Regions from separate parts of the Mus musculus genome. Here region 1 is linked to region 2. A link is a contact called in public Hi-C data. All regions are on one chromosome and are shown on one strand. Each heading gives the region's core, a stretch centred on a gene start, on an enhancer-like site or on the middle of the called end of the contact. The rest is flanking DNA. Distances are from core to core; before and after follow the strand shown. Region 1 overlaps P3h2 (prolyl 3-hydroxylase 2). Region 2 has its middle 140 kb from the start of Tprg.

Region 1 (4,452 bases), core at 1,006-3,505, 530 kb before region 2:
AAATTTGTTTGGAACCTTCTAGAATACCCAGTGAGAAGAATCTGAATGAGTTACTCTTAAGATGTAGCGCTTAGCTATTTAGAGGACCTTTCACAATGTCCAGACACAGTTTTAGTTCCCACAATGTGGAGACATCTTCTAGACCAGGGATGTTAACATTAGCAGTATACAGGAAAGTTTCTCTGTCTCTGTCTCTGTCTCTCTCTTTCTCTCTCTCTCTGTCTCTGTCTTTGTTCCCTCAAATGTCAGTAGTACCATGTCTGAGAAACTCTGTCCTTCATTCTCCATTAAAAAGACAGGGACAGACACAGGACACAGAAAGACAGGGCCAAAAACCTTATCAAGTGTGGGAGATCAGGACCAGGCTTTTCTGGCAAAAGGTGAGTATTCTTTTCTGAGAGACACTGAGCTAAGTAAGAGATGATGATGCCTGGGAGACAGAAAGGGTAGGAAGCCAATGAATAGATGAAACATCTTCTGTAAGAGCCATCTCGGAAAGTAATTGCATAGAATGTGGGGATGTGTGAAGAGCGTACCGGTTTGGCTGAAGTAGGCTTATCCCTGTCTGGGTGTTGCACCAATCTGTGCACAGATGGCTGGCTGGAAATGTTGGGGAAGCATCTGCTGCCCGGGCTGGTTATTACACTTGTACCAGAAATGTGTCAATTGTCTTTTTGCAGGAGCGGATACAGGCAGATGAAGTGATTGCCATCTTGGATCAAGAACAGCGCGGGAAGCATGGACTGAATATTAACCCCAAAGATGAGCTATAGAAAAGAGAGTGCTCTATTGAATATTTATTTAAATAGATGATCTTATGAGAACCTTTTTATTTTTGTACAGAGCCGTAGTATAAATTAACAGGATACTAAGAGTCGTTAGATTTCTCCCCCTGTTCCCAACTTCGCTTCATTTGCTTTCTTCTGGTCTTCATTGTTTTGCTTCAGTTCATCATTCAGAGCCCATTCACACCCTCAAGCACACACCGCACTGAGTCACAACACCCACACTCTTCATGTCACACCAGTAAACATGCAACAGAATTTACACTACAGAAGTGCACACAGGCCATGTACACATGGCACAAACTCCCAAATACGCCACACATACATAAGACAAACATAAACATACAGAAACACATACCACCCAGATACACAAACACTACATGGCACACACACACACACACACACACACACACACACACACACACACACACACACAGTTACTTTGCAGCATATTCAGAATATCAACATGATCAGCCTGCACTCAGCACCCCACAGCTAGAGTGTGCCCCGAGGTCTAAAGATAGGATGTGAATTGGTCTCAGGCTTCTATGGTTTGCTGCCTTTCCCCCATCACCTTTCATGGTTCCATTGGCTGAGAGTTCAGACTCTTCACAGCAAGTTTGCCTTGTGTCTACAGGAGCTCCCAGGACACAGTCTGCCAAGTCCCAAGAATCACAGAGAACAGCATCTTTCAGGCTTGAGGAAGCCACCACTGGATTAAGGACTATGGCACGGGGTCCCCTTGGGTAGAATGTTAGGACTGGTGTTTTCAAATGAAGTTCTGATTCCCCTCCACAGTGCTCTGTAAGAGGGGACACCTAAACAGGGGTTCCAGCAGTGTAGGTTCACCCCCAGTGGTGATGGAAGAATGAATACCTTAAATTGCCCTGCCCTAGGCACTATTGCTGCTGGAGAGGGGCTCCTGCTGGTATAAATTCAGAGCTGTTTCTCACAGGCTGCACCTCAATGGCTTCTGTTGGGCAGCCTCCTCTTCCTGCTGCTGTCAGCTCACACAGGCATGCTGTGTCTGAAGTGTTTAATAAAGGGATCCTTGTTACAGAACTTGTCTTCCGATGCACACCTATTTTATCTTCCAATGATGTTTTTGTAACTATCTGGGACAACCCAGGAACACATGGACCATGACAACTCTGCCAGCAGACAGTGGTCTGCAAGAAAGTGGGTAACTTGCTTTGGAGGGAACAAGACTGGCTAGCGAGCTGGAGTGTTAATTCAGAGAACTCAAAGACTTCGGGGTTCACTGCAAAGGCTCTGCTCTCAGACCACACCCACTGTTGCAATGTGCTCCAGTAAAGGGGGAGGTTCACTTTCTGCCACTTGTGATCTGGTTAGGGCTAAGAAGACTTTGCTCGGTGGAACTGAGAAATTCAACTTCAGTGCTGTGTGCTGTTGGCCTACCACTGCCAAACCAGAATTCAGGATGTATCTCTGCCGTGGAAGACTGGGCAAAGCTCTCAATTCCCGGGTGACCTAAAGCAACTAACTCGCTTCCTCTTTCTGGACTCCAGTTCCTCTTCTGAAAATGGTGTCATTCATTATAATTGTTTCCAAAACCCTATGCCTTCCTCAAGATTCAAACTGAACATAAACCAATAGCAAGACTAATATTAGAAATATTAAAAAATACAAGCAAGTTTTTTTCTGCTAACATCTGAGAGTGGCAAGTGACGTCACCACAGGGCTACTACAGGGCTATGAAACTTTTACCCCGACTTTAGGGTTGACAGTTCGTGATATGTGAAGCAGTTAATTTGTTTGCTCTTCACTGCAAAGCACTTGCTGGCACAAAAACTCCATGATAGACAGATCTGGGCAAGGATCTAATTTCTGTTTTCTGGTTACAAGACATCAACAAAGAAATCAGACCTTGGCTCTGCACAGTTCTTGTTTCCTGGGTGCGCTCGTGCCCTGGGAGAGGCAGCAGCTTCAGCACAGAATGTGCCATCCAGCCCATAGAAAGTGGGTAAGCGCCTCAGTAGATGCCGCCACTGTTGTGTGCGATCCCATCGTGTGTCACGCTGACAGCAGGGAGTGGTTGTTCCCGTTCTGCTGGTTGGCCATGTTGCTTTACACCTGGAACATCGAAGATCTACTAAAGCATTCATTTTTTTAATCTGCTCCACATCAAACCATGCATAATTTCATTCAAATATTTAGGGAGTGCCATCGAATGACTTAGGAAAGCCAAACTCAGAAATTAGAGTCTATATGTTAAATAGTCCTGTTTGCAAATAAGTGGAAAATCCCATTCGAATATTTGTAGTTATAAGGGCTGAAGAAAGCCAAAGAGATTACAATCCAGTTGCCTCTTTCACTTTGGGCAAAAACTGAGGCTCCGACATGATGCTGTGATGACTGAGTTAGAGCAGACAGGAGTAGGACTGAAGCCACCGCTGTTGGAATAGGGGATGCAAGAATGCCTTGCCTGTGAGGCTGAAATCTAGATGCAGGGCTCCCTCTACCTAGAGAATTTGTACGTTTACCTCTTTGGCCAAAGATGGAACTTGCCTCTCTCATCCATGCCTCTGCAGGTCTAGATCCTTCCACCAGGGCCACCTTTTCCCTTGTTTACACACATGGACCCTAAGCTCACAGCAGAGTAAATAACAAAGTCTTACTTTTTTATCACTTAAGGACCATTTGTCCTTTCCTTTTTCAAAGTTCTATATTTCAAAGGCTGGTTTTCATCATCATAATACTGTATCGAACAGATATAACACTAAATATGGTCTTTCCTGGAGAATGCACATATGTTCTAAGCATGGGATACAATGCCCATTTAACAGTGGAAGACAAAGAGAGCCATGAACACTGTAATGACTGCCTGTAGACACTTCCTTGACTTAAGAGCATGGAGCCAGAGGAAGAAGCAAGATCTTACCAGAGAAAAGCAAAACCATCTGAGAACTGTTGCTCTCTACACCATCTGCCCAGGCCTAACTAATTTGCTAACAGGAAAGGTTTGCTTTTCTAGAATCACACAAACTCTTTTTCTTTTCCACCTAATAGCTGTGAGACAGCATGCATCTCCTTCTGTTCCATGAGATACATCGGACCCAAGTCCCTAATTCAACTTGCTTCCAGTTCCTTCATGAGACATACCTAGTGCGCAGCAACCCCCATGACAGTCATAGAGATCATGAGGGAATCATGGATGGTGTCTTTTTGCTGCCCCTCAAAGATAGAGATTGTCTTTGACTTAAACGTACCATGGACTGACCTAGGACAGTGCAACCTGGGATGTGAAGTACCTTTCTGTACAGCCTGCCTCTCAGCTGACAAGGACTTCTCCGTTTTCCTGGCTTCTCATCATTCGCACAATAAGTAACATTTCTTTGGCATGTACTCAGCTGAAGAGAAGCCACGGAATGAGTCAGTTCCATTTAATAATTTATACCTATGAATTTTAATTGAAGTACAAATGCTGAATTATTTCACAGAAGACAGCCACAGGGAACAACTCCCTCAATGACGTCAAGGAAGGAGTAATGGGGCCACCTCAGAAGCTCCTCATGCCAAAGCATTAAGTATTCGGAGGAAGCTGACATTGTTGTAGCTGGAAAGTGGGGAAAAGGAGACCAGTCCCACACACTGAACTCTTAGAGGGAAAGAGGAGCCATTTGGCAAAAATTCCAAACTACAAGAC
Region 2 (4,408 bases), core at 473-2,972:
AGTTCCATATGTTCCACAAAGGGGGAAGAGGGTATAAAAGGGACAGAAAGGAAGTTCTGAGTTGCCTGAGATAGCATTGTGAACAAGACACACAACAACTTGACCGTGTGGAAAATTCAATCCATCACATTTCTACACACATAATACAACATGAAGATGCATCGTGTATGCATTAAAATGAATTAATCCAAGCTTGCACATTCCATCCAATGTCACATAATGGAGACTTCTGAAATATTTGATAAGAAACCTTTGATGTGAATTTAAGAGTGGAAGAGGCATCGAATAGAGGTGGGAAAGGGCCTCGTGCCTGAAGGCATCACATTTCACCTTAGCTGCATCCCTGAAATGAAATGTGGCTTACCCTTTGCTGTGGAGTTGGGGACTTAAAAGGGTCTAGTGGACAATGTCATACTTCTCCTTTGTGGCTTACTGGGTCGTGGAAACCAGATAGAATACCTATTGATCCAGCAGCATTCATTACCTTTCAAATGGAGTTCTTCCTTAGATTCCAGGGAATGGCATTAGCAAGGAAATCTGGAGGCTTGGCCCCAAAGTGGGTTTGGAGCTCATTGTGGGAGGTGCAGACCAAAGGTGAGTTTACACATCAGTGACTAAAGTTTCCTGTCACTGAACATAAGAAGTCACTCATGAGCAGCGTCCCTAAACCACAGCTACAGGATGTGGGCACAAACCCTTGTATAATTGTTGGCCCAACGCCAGGGAGCATTTCATCCCTGTGCAAATACTTGGGCTGTTGGTTTTTTTTGTTGTTGTTCTTAACCTTTGAAAACCACAGGCATTAGCCTCTCTTTTTCTTCCCGTTGGCATAAGTCATCTTCTTTTCTCCAGCATGGTCTCTTGTGTGTAAAGAATTTTGAAGGAGCTTTTAAGCCTAAATTTAATACTTTTGCCCTCTCCCTGCTGCCCTGTGAAATGCCAGGGAGAGAGGTAAAGCTACCTTACAAAACATCTGCTGGCTCAGTTGGCTTCCGTAGCTTTGTTTGGGCGTTTTGATCAGATAGGAAGGCAGAGTGTTCCATGAGTGACCTTAGCCTTTAAGAAAATAAAGGCAATTTCTGGAAATTCCCCCCTAAACAACTATGGCCTATTGTACTCTCACTCTCTAACCCAGCTATGTGATACAAAGATCGCAATGAACCCTTTTCCCTGGGAACCGAGGTGCTATATGGAAGAGAGCAGTGGGGTAAAAATAGGAACTGGAAAATATCGTCTAATTCCAATATTGTCAAGGACTTACCATCTTTTCTTTCTCTCTATTCTTTTTTTTTTTCTTTTTTGGCTTTTTAAAAAAAGTTTCTAAGCCTGTGTTTCATGTTCTGCAAATGAAAGCATTAGTTTGGAAGGTTTCTATCCTTCCTTAGCCCCGGGGCTCTGTAAATTGGCACCTTTAGTAATGTTTCAACAAAGGGACAATGAAACTGAGTCTCAAGGCAAAGGATCTGGAAGCAGTCAAGACATAGCTAGCTTTTCTGTTAAAGGATGGGCAGGAAAAAAAAGGATGGGCAGAATTCTAGGGACCAAAACGTTCAACCAACCACAGGGAAGTAAGGCAAGTCCACCATTACCAGCCTTTCCTCATAAACTAAGAAATGTGGCAACCTTACTGCAGTTTCCAAATGCCCTCACAGTCTGGCATGAAAAGTTAAAGTATACTACACCAGTCAGCATGTTTTTAAATGAAAGAGCTGGCAGAGAGACACTGCCTGTGAGATGTATCAGAAGCCTGTGAGGATTTCTGCTATGGGAATTCAAGCAGATTCTGAAGGAAGTCTCATTACAAATTTGTATAGGGAAAACAGAATGAAACAAAGACCAGACGAGAAAGACCAGGTTTACAGGGGTGTGTTTTGAGTTTTAAGGTTCTTATATCCAGTCTAGTTTCAAAATAGATGTATACTTCCATTTGGGAGGCACTAGTGGAATATTTCAGATGACGAAAGGAGAGATTCAGGTGCACACACGGCTCCCCGGGTCTGCGGTTGTCAGCTGAGCACAGGAACAAAGAGCCCAGTGAGAACACAAAGCATCAAATAATAGTAGCTGCACGTGACAAAGACAGAATTCCTGTCGGGAACTGAATTGAGTTACTCTGGATGGCTCCCCATGGGTCTCTGGCAGACGTCCTGTTAGATAGGCAGGAACTTAATGTTTTCCGTGTCAGTGAGATGGTTTGACATCATTTCACTGAGGCTCCACATCTGAGAAATGAGCATAAACGGCTCCCAGATTGGATATTAGAAAATTAACCGATAGGAAAGTTAAAGTAATTTCATAGGAAATTGCATAACTGCTTAAGTTCTTTCCAAAACAGGTATCTAATTATCTGAGTGTTTAGCAACAACTATTTAGAGAATTTTTATATTGATTTTCCAGATATTGTACTACACCAATGCTGTTTGAAGTGGACATGCTATCTAATAACCGTGTATCAAGTGAGTTGAGGGTTCAGACATCAAGAAGTAGTCCTTCAGTCGTTGGATATTTAACACTGAAAAGATGTTCGTGCTTACGTAGAAACATCTCTCAAATTCCTGAGAGCTCTTTCTTATGGCTAACTCAGAGAAAGCTTTCATGGAAGTTCTATACTTGCTCTTGAACATATGAAAAAGATACTAGACCTTGGGATTAAGGAACCTCTCTTCCTTTGCTTCATTCTGAGTAGCTTTCACTGAGGATGCTACACTGTGTCCTATAGAAAGTCGTAGGGATGGCTGACTGAGCTTTGCAAGAGGGACAAACATACACAAAGAAATTAGTCATCAAGGGGAGCCTTAAACAGTAACTCAAGAGAACAAGCCAGACATTTCAAAGGCTTCTGCCAGAAAATGCTACTACCTGGAGGCATATGGGGGGTTTCAGGCAACAATATTAAAATAATTGGCCAATAACGCCTTCTTCAGAAGTGTTGCCAGAACTATTGAATGACTTTTCATTCCACTACTGTTGACAGGACAGCTAAGGATTTCAACATTTCCTCTCAAGGTCTCAATAGAAGTTCCTTGCCTTAGGGACTTAAACAACGTTTGCCATCGCAGGGTGAAGAAGTAGGTGTGACAAAGAGGGACAGAGGAAGGAACAAAATAGTAATGGAAGCAAAAAGAACAAAACAAGGCTGTTCAAGTTCCGGTTTTGAATGTGTGCACCAAACTGATAACCGACTGTACCTGAGTCTTTGATTCTGAGGAAGTAAGGTTTCTTAAAAGAGATACACTGAAGAATGGAATTAGCTATGACTTTCAACCTTAACATCAAGGTAAGCATTTCAACTTTGAGTCTCGGGGAGACAGGTAAAACAAAACAAAGCAATCAAACAAACAACAAACAGCAACAACAAAACCCTTCCTGTAAGAATGTTTATTCCAGAACTTGTGTCTCTAGCTGCATATGTATCAGAAGATGGCCTCTTGGTCATCATTGGGAGGAGAGGCCCTTGGTCTTGCGAAGATTATATGCCCCAGTACAGGGGAATGCCAGGGCCAGGAAGCGGGAGTGGGTGGGTTGGGGAGTAAGGCAGGGGAAGGGTATAGGGGACTTTCGGGATAGCATTTGAAATGTAAATGAAGAAAATATCTAATAAAAAAAGAATCTTTATAGTGATCCACTCAGAACTTCTATGATAAAGAAATGAAAGATTTAAAATTTTAAAAAGAAGGAAACTAAAAAAAAAAAAAAAAAATGACACAGTGCCCTGGGTTTTTCAAAGTTACAGCTAAGTCAAGACGACAGAAGACATGAAAGGGAATAGATGGGTAGGAAATGAACAAAGACAAATGTTTTAGAATTATGCCCTCAATCCAAGTCCTCTGAAATCCCAAACTCAACCACAGGGGGAGTCAGCCCGTGTCCCCAGCAGCCACATTGCTCTTGCCTTTTCTTTTTCCCAGGCTGACATTCCACAAAGGATTTCATTAGACGAGGGTATGTCATTGAAAAATACTTGCAAAACAAAGCTGCCAAAGAGAACTGACCAGCTGTAGAATGTTCTGATCAAATTGTGCTTTAGCAACTGACAGTAAGGTACATGACTAACTGAAAAAAGCCTTGGCGTGGGGAATCCTAATTAAGAGACCGTGGTAACAATGGAAGATTTGACCCAACACTATGAGTGAAGGAAGGAATTCAGGAAGGTGTGGTAATTTTTTTCCTTTTTCTCTTCAGTGCTAAGAATCAAATTCAAGACTTTGTGCAAGTTAGGCAAGCTCTATGCCAGTGACTTATACCTCTAGCCTTAGGAGAATGTATTTTAAACTTGGATACAATCATGCTATATAACATATCCATGGATTAGTATAACGGGATGCCTTTGGCATAGAGTTTAAACCAAACAAAACTGGAAAGTTTTGGGGCTGGATTATAAAATACACCACAGAGAAATCTGGATTTG

Evidence for each region. Hi-C and Micro-C count contacts between places; a contact is called where the count stands out from the background.
Region 1: a Hi-C map of neutrophils shows a contact between it and region 2, with 2.6 times the contacts expected there. The contact joins two enhancer-like sites. A contact is called at or near these places in 1 of 39 promoter capture datasets (liver), 1 of 15 datasets of contacts at CTCF or cohesin (the NIH/3T3 cell line), 3 of 484 Hi-C or Micro-C datasets (the 3T3-L1 cell line, 3T3-L1-derived adipocytes and neutrophils), 1 of 115 datasets of contacts at active chromatin or transcription factors (vascular smooth muscle cells) and 1 of 9 other capture datasets (embryonic stem cells).

What each region holds. Positions count from the first base shown.
Region 1 is chr16:25,956,679-25,961,130 of GRCm38.p6, reverse strand. It overlaps P3h2 (prolyl 3-hydroxylase 2), which reads left to right. Exons shown (of 15, transcript NM_173379.3): 15 at 681-1,847. The coding sequence ends at 773. Among named protein-coding and RNA genes, the nearest start is that of P3h2, 150 kb to the left of the region's middle. Within about 2 kb of position 2,255, at least 67 of the 459 cell types and tissues checked have an H3K27ac peak or open chromatin away from gene starts, as enhancers often do. A contact at or near this core is called in neutrophils, where this site is marked.
Region 2 is chr16:25,422,770-25,427,177 of GRCm38.p6, reverse strand. It overlaps a transcript of Tprg not described here. Among named protein-coding and RNA genes, the nearest start is that of Tprg, 140 kb to the right of the region's middle. Within about 2 kb of position 1,722, at least 114 of the 459 cell types and tissues checked have an H3K27ac peak or open chromatin away from gene starts, as enhancers often do. A contact at or near this core is called in neutrophils, where this site is marked.